2 separate regions of the Rattus norvegicus genome follow, and region 1 is linked to region 2. The links are chromatin contacts, called in public Hi-C maps. All regions are on one chromosome and are shown on one strand. Each heading gives the region's core, a stretch centred on a gene start, on an enhancer-like site or on the middle of the called end of the contact. The rest is flanking DNA. Distances are from core to core; before and after follow the strand shown. Region 1 has its middle 14 kb from the start of Cst3. Region 2 holds the start of Gzf1 (GDNF-inducible zinc finger protein 1).

Region 1 (4,804 bases), core at 1,363-3,862, 210 kb before region 2:
AAAAAAAAAAAAAAAAGAATAAAAAAAAAGAAGAAGAAGAAAATAGGAGCCAGAGGCTGGGACAGCTGGGGCAACATTTAATAAAAGTCTGTTGTTTTTTTTAAAGAAAGAAGAAAACAAAGGAAAAGTAAAGTGAATTTAGTGTTTATTTCTAATTTATAAAAAGTTTCCTATGAAAGCTCTCTGAGAAACCAGAGAAAAGGCAAAAGATCCTAAATAAGACAAGGAAAATTGCCTTCCTCTCTTTGGTTTCAGCATGCCTGCATCTTTTTTTTCTTTTTTTGGGGGGTGGGGCTGGGGATGGAACCCAGGACCTTGCGGTTCCTAGGCAAACGCTCTACCACTGAGCCAAATCCCCAACCCCTGCATCTTTCAAATACTTGATCACATGGTAAAAAATTCATCACAAGTTTACACATAAATTCAAATCATAAATTAAATAGGAAGTTTATAACGGTGAATGTTTACATTCGTATCCATTAGTAGTAATTATCTGGCTAAACATTCATCAACTGTCACAGCCTCATGGAGAGTTAAAAATGTAACTAAATTATTAATGAAATTTTGTATAGGTAAACCCAGTTAATATTTTATTTTGTCCTAGCACCTATAAAAAAATCATTAGTTCCCTTTTTATGACCTTTGGTTAATAGTTTTACAACCTTTTGGAATGTGCTCTGCATAGTAGAATGTCTATCTCAGAAGTGACACTAAGTGTTCTGACTAAGTGACTGGCAAAATTCTCATTGCAGTTTTGACTATCAGAAAAAATTTAATAGTATTATTAAAAGAGCTTAGTAATTACTATAAGTTTAGGAATTCTTACAAGGTCATCATTAAGGATAAAGAAATCATCTACTTTTCTACAATGTAACACTACAAGACAGAACATCTTTGTAGTTCTGCTTAGATCTTCTCAAAATGTTGGGAGGGGGCTAAAAACTAGTGATTGTTATATATGTAATAATAACAGGAAAAGCATATTAATAGTAGAAATCTTTCTGAAAATGATTTTCTGATGGACCTTGCCTACCAGAGCTCTGTTATAGATCCTTAATCTAAGGTAAAGTCATCTCAGGAAGATCACCTGCTAGTTATTAGCTTGTTGCCTCCTGACAGACTGTGAAGACTCAGGTCTTTAACTTGAAGTGCACTGTAATGAATGAAACATTTGCTGTAGTTATCTCAGGTCATTTAGCCACAGACTGTTCTTCACTGGACTCACTACGAGCTTTTCTTTCCCTACATCTGCTCCCAAACTGAATGTCCAAAGTGAAGCATCTCCAAGAAAACTCTAATACCCACCCATTCTCCTCTCCTAACCCTCAACTTAAATCACCCTATCTGGGACCAAAGAGCTACTCTTTGAATCCAAAAAAGCAGCGAAGTATTATTTTATTTTTGATAAAGTAATGACTCTGTAAGTTAGAAAATGCAGGCAAGATTAAGATAAAAGGAAAATTCTTTACCTGCTCTAAGATGCTGACACAAGCACCAAGAGTCAGGTTGCCTTGTCATTTCTTTACGACCTTTGGGACACCTTATCTAGATCATTGGCCTTAACTCACCACAAATATGCCTGCTAATTTGAGACCAAGTGTGTCCAACTGTAGCATTAAAAACAATGAATGACCAGTCCAGGCACAAACCCACCCAGACATATTATACTTCTATTTTAATAAATCTCATAGTTATCTCTTCACTGAATCCACTGCCTGTGGCATTGGGAAAATAGGTTTCAACCTAAACTTTTGGCCAGAATTCATCTGTTCTGTGATGGCACTTGAGAAAGAACTTAGCTTGGTTAAGAAGAGCCAATGTGAAGATCTTTTCCCCATCTGTAGTTGCTGTTTTGTCCTACTGACAGTGTCCTTTGCCTTACAGAAACTTCAGTTTCATCAGGTTTCATTTGTCAATTGATGATCTTAGAACCTGAGTCATTCCCCCTGTGCCAATGGATTTGAGACTCTCCCCCCTTTCTTTTCTTTTAAATTCAGTTTATCTGGTTTTATGTAGAGGTCCTTGATCCACTGGGACCTGAGCTTTCTACAACCCAGGTCCCCAGAGCTCCCAGAGACTGAGCTATCAACAAAAGAGCATAAAAGAGCTGGTCCATGGCCTCTGGCACATGTGGAGCTGAGGACTGCTTTGTCTGGCCTCATTGAGAGAGGATGTGCCTAATCCTGTAGAGACTTGATGCCCCAGGAAAGGGGAATGTGGGAGGGGATGTGGGGTGTGGGTGATTGTGTGAGGGGGAATAGGAGATGGGGGAGCACCATCTCAGAGGCAAAAGGGAGGAAGGGATAAGAACTATGAGAGATGGAACCAGGAAGGTGGCAACATTTGAAATGTAAATAAATAAAACAAATTTTAAATAAATCAATCAATCAATTAACTAACTAAAAATAAAAGAGAATAGCTGATGTACCTAGAATAGTAAAGAAGGCAGAAAACAGACAGTATCTGTGTCTGGTCCCTCAAAAGGAAGTGTGAGCCCCATCATGGGTTTCCTGTGGACATTTCCAAAACAAGTGCCACTGCTGGACACTTGGGGTCAGTCTCTAAATAACACAAGCCAAAGAAATGGAAATTGGCTGTGTTAATGGAAACTGCTTCAACAGATCCAAAAAGGGCTCTGAATGGAATCATTTCCAGGAGAAGGGAGCCATTGTCTAGGCCTGTAGAGCCATTAAAAAAGAGGAAAAGACCACAATGGCTACATTGGCCAAGTTTAAATAGAATGTTTTAGAACCAGAAGCAGTAAACACTGCCCGAAAACAGAGAGAAAATTCTGAGAACATTGTGTACTGTGGACATACTGTGGTTTGAGGCTGGAATGAATATCCCAAAAACAACTCTGCAAATAAAGCTTTCAGGACAGAGCAGCATTGGGAATGACTGGGAAAGAAAGCTTTTAGGGTCTCAGCTTTGCTTGTGCCTTATTTCAAGTGAAACTAGATTTGTTTCTAATAAAGAAAGAGCTCAGAACACATTCTGACACTGGAGAGGAGACAGGAGGGTGGGCATGTTTTATTAGCCAACAGTTACAAGGTGCTGTGAAAGATTACACAGTGTTTAAATTCGGCATCAACCCATGTCACAGGAGAGGAACAAGGTCTAAGCAAAGGCTAAGAACTTTTCAATAGGCAAACTTTTCAATAAATAACCCCACCCTACACCATCAGTCTCTTTTGCTTTTTCTTCAGATTTAGTCCAGGCATCCCCAGACCAAAAAAAAAAAATAAATAAAAAATAAAAAAAAAAATCTGCCTGATCATTGAAAGCCGCAGAACCAAGCAGCCAGTGACTAAAAATTCTAAAACTGTGGGTCAAATGAGTCTTCCCTCTTTCTAAGGCATGTGTGTGTGTGTTTTTTTTTTCACAGCAGAGAGGTGAGCAACACAGACCCTTCCAAAGAGACCATTCAGGTTTAGTTACCCAGAAGTTGTTTTCTTGAGCTCTAACCTCAACCTGAACTAGACCAAGAATCTGAACTCAAAGCCACATGACAATGTGTGAGTCTATTTCTGAACCTGCGGCACTCACAGCATCCTGGGAAACCAATGGTGCCTGAATCATAAAACTCTCTGACTCCTGCTCATTTCTGCACATCCATCTTGCAGCTAAGATATTTTGGAGCCATGATCATCTCATTGGCCACCAACTTGATGATCATTATCATAACCGGGCTTGATACACTAGAGACAATTTCCCGCTAATCAGCGATAGCACCATTGTGGCAGAAACCTTCCCCTAATGAATTAAGATTTCAAGGAACCAATCACTGAGGAAGTAGGCAGGACTTCAGGGTGGAGAGGGGAAGAGGTAAAGCAGGAGAAAAGATAGGGTTTTCGGGGTGGGAGACGAGCATGGAGGCCAAAATGTAGGTAGTGGAGGTCCCCAGCTCAGGTGGTGGATCCGTTGGGATCTGCTATCGGAGGATTTAAGTTAGAAGGGCTTACAAATAGGGTGCTAGTTCCTACGACAGCAATTGTGTTACCTGTTGACTCTAAACTAAGTTTGTGTGGTGTTTCCCTTCACGCAGTGACTCAACTGGGTTCCGGAGAGAAAGGTACTGCAGCAAAGCGTGGATTTTCAAGAAGCCCACCTCAAAAGGCTGTGGGAATTTGGAAGCATGTGGCACTGACCCACCATGGGAACTTAGCAAGCCAGGTGGAGAGATTTCGGAGCTCCGGGTCAAAGAGTCTGATAGGCTGAGGTAGCTTGCTGGCAGTAGTGTGGGATTGTCATTTTTATATTTCACACTACACACCGCAGAAACGTTTATGGGGCATCTGTCTTGATGGTTCTTCTGTTAGTATCATGCTCACCAAATCACCTCTAGTTTTAAAACAATTCCCTCAGGGGGAATGCCAAGAAATACCACTTTTGTGGCAGTGGAAACTGGTTAACATAACATAAAAGATTAAGAGATAGGAGTGAGGCTTCAACTCCAGTGCATCTAACTCCAATGAGTCCATTGTCTCCCTTGCCTCCTGCTATGGCCTCTACAAATTGCAATATATTGACCAGAAGTGTAACCTAAAAACTCCAGCCTTTACAGACCTGTCCAGTGATAAAATAGTTTTCTTCACAGTCAACACAAATCCCTCTCACCAGTCCCCACGTCCACACTCCTACCGGCTCAGTAAGAGTCATCCCAGTATCTCACTCCACTCTCCAGAGTACATGATTGGCTGTAATTTCAACTGCCCAGGGAGACAAATGCCTTGAAAAAAATAAAGCCAAGGCTCAAAGGGGGCAAATGACTAAAAGTCATGTGCTATAAGGTGGATATAGTCTG
Region 2 (4,475 bases), core at 604-3,103:
CAAAATGAAATCTTTAAAAACACACATATAGAACACGGAGTCTAATTACACTTCACTTTTTAGCAGTTGGTAAAGTTCCAGAAAGGCTTTCATGAGAAATATTCTCATGAAAACAATACTGGCAAGCCTCCTCCAGTGATAAGCACAAATGAAACTCATTAAGGCAGTAATTTGCTTATCAAGGTTGTTTTCTAGTCTACTCAAAGACATATTCCAAAAATATAGGAAAATTTGCATCTCTTTGTTTTGAGCAAGAAATAGTTGTTTGATAATTTCTTTTACCACCGAAAATAGTGAATACTTCCTAGAAAAATAGCTCAAAACCCATTCTCATTTGCAATGTCCTTAAACACCTGGTAAATTGAGACGCTCACCTGAAATAATTCAAGTTCCAGAGCTTTTACAAACTGTATTACCTTGAGCAAGTTAGAAGCTTCTCTAAACATTTACTTCTTCCTCTTGGAAGACCCAGCCATCTTTTTGGAGAACAACATAGCAAACACTTCCAACTTGCCTGACATTTGCAGGTGTATGGTGGGCTTCCTACACACCTGTAAAGGACATCTCACAGTTGACAAGCCAGTGAGATAATTGGTTAACTGGCTAATGGGCATCTTGACCCTGAGCCTCGTGGCCCTGTCTTGGTTCAACTATAGTTTGTCAACACTCCCCTCAATCCCAGCTTCACCAAATGAAAGATGCTCCCCCTGCAGTTGCCATATCCCCCAGGTTCCTGTCCTGGACTCCAAAATGCTACCCCAACTTCCTGTCTTCTGATCTGTGGACTCTGAGAAGAGTCTGTCCCTGAATCTAACTTCCCTTTCCAGGTTCACGTGGGTTTCCAAGTCTCCACCCTCCAGAGCACTCCTGGATCTCCTTCACCAGATCCTAGACACCACCTGGGATTCCATGTGTCTACCAGGACCTGCAATTGCCTCCATTTCATTCAACAGACCGATACCCACAATCTCCAGTCTCAAACACAGAAAAGACTCCTAGGGAGTGCGATTGTAAACTCGGCACCTGTGGAATGTCATGTCAACTAAAGGGGACTCAACAGGAAACACTGCCTACCTACCAACGAAGCTTAAATAAAGGAAATACTGATATGAGAACGACAAGAGGCAGTACTCATGAGCCAATACTCTTCAGAATCCCTGGTCCCTGCTTAAGGACTAAGGCTGCGGACCCCTTTCAGCCTGATGCTCATACGACCAGCCTGATTTCCTGCACCTCGCCCTGGTCCCTCAGGGGAACTCGAAGTCCTTCCAGGAGATCTGGCAGCAACCTCACCATTAACCAAGAAGGCCCTGAGCAGATTACCCCGTTTACCTCCCATGGGGGCAGACACCAGTCATAGGGAGCGGCTATTTGAGGTCTGGTGACAGCTGTGTTCTACTGTAACTCACTGGCATTTGGCCACCTCTGGGTGGGCCTAGCCTCTTCACCAAGGTCGCCGAGAAGTCCCGGGGTCGGGACTCCCAGGCCAGGCCTCCAGGAAACGCTGCTCTCTGCAGCCTGCCCACCCTACAGAGATCCTGGCTCTCAGGCAGGGAATAAAGGCTGGTATCTGTGGCCTCTCTAACTGCACCACCTCTGTTCCCACCTTGGCCACCCGGAGTTCCGGACCACTGATGGTCTTCCAAAACCTCAGGGAGAATGAACTTCTTGAGGCCAAGGTCCAGCCCTTCCCTCCGGCCTCCAGAGCCAAAGGGTCCAGCCTGCCTGGACCCTTTCGGCCAATCTAGCCGCCGTCCCCCGACCCCCGCCCTGTGCCTATATTCCCACAGCCCGCCGCTCCAAGGGACAGAGGCCAGAGGACAGCCTAGAAGACGACCCAGTCGGCAGCACGCTCACCTCTCAGTCAGTGCCTCCGCGGGACCCGTACCCTGGCTCAGGCCCGCAGGAACAGCGGACCGCAGGGTCCGCGGATTGGTCGCCACAAGCGCGCCCCGCCCCCTAGTGGGCCCCGCCCCAAAAGGCTAGGAAGGTGCTGCGCGCGCACCTCCAGCTGCAAAGGCGGTTCCGGCCGTTGAGTTACGTGATCCTACGTGAGTTTGGGCAGGGAGAAGAGCTAGCAGATCCCGGATTTACCACCCGTGGCTATCCAAGGCCGCGCCTGCGCAGAAGACAGCAATGGTTGGGGACAGGTTTATTTAGCGGAGTTTTGGTCTTCAGGTTGCTGGAAGCTGAATTTTCGAGCACTCCCGGGTGCTGCGTTTGGCCAAGTCTTGGCTTAGGGCACGGCCAAGGTGGGACGGGAAGGCTGGCGCTGCTTCGTATTGAATCCTTCCGCTCTAAATCCCACTGTTGATCTTAATTAAAGCCTGTTCATTTGAAAATCCTGCTCTGACACTTCCAGTTCCTGGTAAATGTTGATTATACTTCCACCTACTGCTAAAGCTTTACCAAGTCGCCCTCCTACTGCCACCAGCCAGCTAGACCTCTTCTTGCTGAGAATAGAAGGTCTCTGGTCATTCCCTTGAGCATTTATCAAAATAATGCTTTCTCCTCCCTTTGGTATGTTCGTAATCCTCTAGAAAGCTGGCTTCTGTCTGCATACAGACCCTGTCTTTCTCTAGGCTGTGGAAGCCGGCTATTTCAACTAGAAATACGAGATTGATAACTCCTTTAACTTTGCAAATGTCTTGCTCTTATTTTTAACTAGCTCCTGCTGCAAAGAGGCGATGTTAAGCCAATTACATGAAATACAAGTTCACTTCAATTTCAAGGTGACGCTACTTTAAACTATGTATGACTTCAATATATATTGAGAATATAACTTGAAATGTATTTTAATGTGTGTGTGTGTCTGTGTGTGTGTGTGTCTGTGTCTGTGTGTGTGTGTGTGTAAGCCATAACTGCTTTGCTACACAGAAGAATGAAATCTTGACTTACAACCCAGTTTGGAACATAAGTAAAACCATTTTGTGTGATTTGGAATAATGTAATTCTTACAAGATGTGTTAAGGAGCCAACCATAAGGCAACCTCCATGAGTGGAGCAGGCTTCGTTATACTGATGAACCAACCCTGAGCTGTGAACCGCTTAATCTTTAAGTAATAGCACGGTACTATGGGAAATGTTTATGTGAATAAACATTCAAAAGGTAATTCTATGTGTAAGGAAAATGAGACAGAGAAGCATTTAATTCCAGTTCAACAGGCTGAGACGGCTTTATTGGACCAGCAAGGGGCCCCAACATTTCTATGGGATGAAAGTTGAGTGCATTTAGAGGGGCTGGTGGACAGGTATATATTGTAGTCCCCAAGCGGGGCATCACCTCAGGAATTGCTGTGGCAACCACATCTCCTCTTCAGCCTCCGCCTACTGGTTTCTGGGAGATAGCCAGTCACCTCAGCCAAAGCTGCTTGAGGCCTGGATAGTCTTCCCATCCTGATCCATGGGCCCAGTGCAGAAAAGGGGTGTAAAATAAAAAAAGCCACAAATCCCTGAGCAGGAAAACCCACCAATTGTTGAGCCCCCTAAACTCAGGACTTGAAACCCAGTAATCCTGACCCTGGAAATCTCTGCTCTGATAATCTCCTCCCCTAAGAAATCCTGGTTAAGCTCTGTCTATGGTTCAGCTCACTGCTGTTGCTTCTTCCTGGAGCAGAGGCAGCCTTCTGGAGTCTTCCCTCCCAGTAAAATCTTTGTGAGGTTAGTTATGTGAGGTTTGCTGTGCAGCAAGCTGTGTAACACTTTCCCCTAAAGCAGAGAAGAACAGAACTGTTACACTCTCACTTTTCCCAGCAGAGCTGTAACATTTCTGTGGGGCAAGTCTTTCACCTCAGAGCTGCAACACTTAGATATAAGTCTACACACATCAGTGGGTAGCTACCAGGAAATGTGTGTTCTCCAGCTCACCCTCCTCTCTCCTTCCCTACCCCCACTCCTGTGTGTGTGTGTGTGTGTGTGTGTGTTTTAACTTGAATCTGGGTGGGTCTTTTGGTGCCCAGGTGTATTGTTTCTGCAGGTAGAGCTGAAAATCTGCAAGGAATCAAGCAATTGTTTTATGGCCAGGGACTATTACTCAGTATTGCCCAGCTCAGTTTTCCAGGATTTGAAGCTATTACCCAATAGTATGGACATCCTAATTGTCGAGTACCTCACAGCCCACAAGCTTTACTCTTCACAAACTCTTAGTGGATTTGTATCTTAATGTACTTTTGCTAGAAAACACTGAGTCCTTAGGCCCACAAAGTTGTTATAGAAACATGACTTCCCTGTGAGAAATCAGTCTGCACACTTAGAGATTAATGAAGGGAAAGCTCTTTACTAAAGTGTCTGGCCAACTGGTGCTAAGGCCCAAAGCAAAGGAAGGTTTTATTAGCTTACCTTAGGCATTTTACATATGCTTTCATTCTTAAGTCCCTTTTGGGTCCTGGCTCCAGGTTACACTTTGAACAATTTAAACAAAGGATACTGAAGGGCTGCTCAGGCAAATGGTAGATTTACACAGCAAAGATATAACA

What was found. A called contact is a pair of places that touch in the nucleus more often than the background predicts.
Region 1: a contact with region 2 is called in a Hi-C map of frontal cortex, with 2.2 times the contacts expected there. The contact joins the enhancer-like site here to the promoter of Gzf1 in region 2. A contact is called at or near these places in 2 of 12 Hi-C or Micro-C datasets (frontal cortex and psoas muscle).

The regions. Positions count from the first base shown.
Region 1 is chr3:156,777,244-156,782,047 of GRCr8, reverse strand. It overlaps a transcript of Cstdc2 not described here. Among named protein-coding and RNA genes, the nearest start is that of Cst3, 14 kb to the left of the region's middle. Within about 2 kb of position 2,612, at least 51 of the 93 cell types and tissues checked have an H3K27ac peak or open chromatin away from gene starts, as enhancers often do.
Region 2 is chr3:156,569,637-156,574,111 of GRCr8, reverse strand. It overlaps Gzf1 (GDNF-inducible zinc finger protein 1), which reads right to left and starts at 1,853. Exons shown (of 6, transcript NM_001107788.1): 1 at 1,607-1,853. It overlaps Sert1 (Sertoli cell protein 1), which reads left to right and starts at 2,084. Exons shown (of 3, transcript NR_130708.1): 1 at 2,084-2,368; 2 at 2,669-2,732.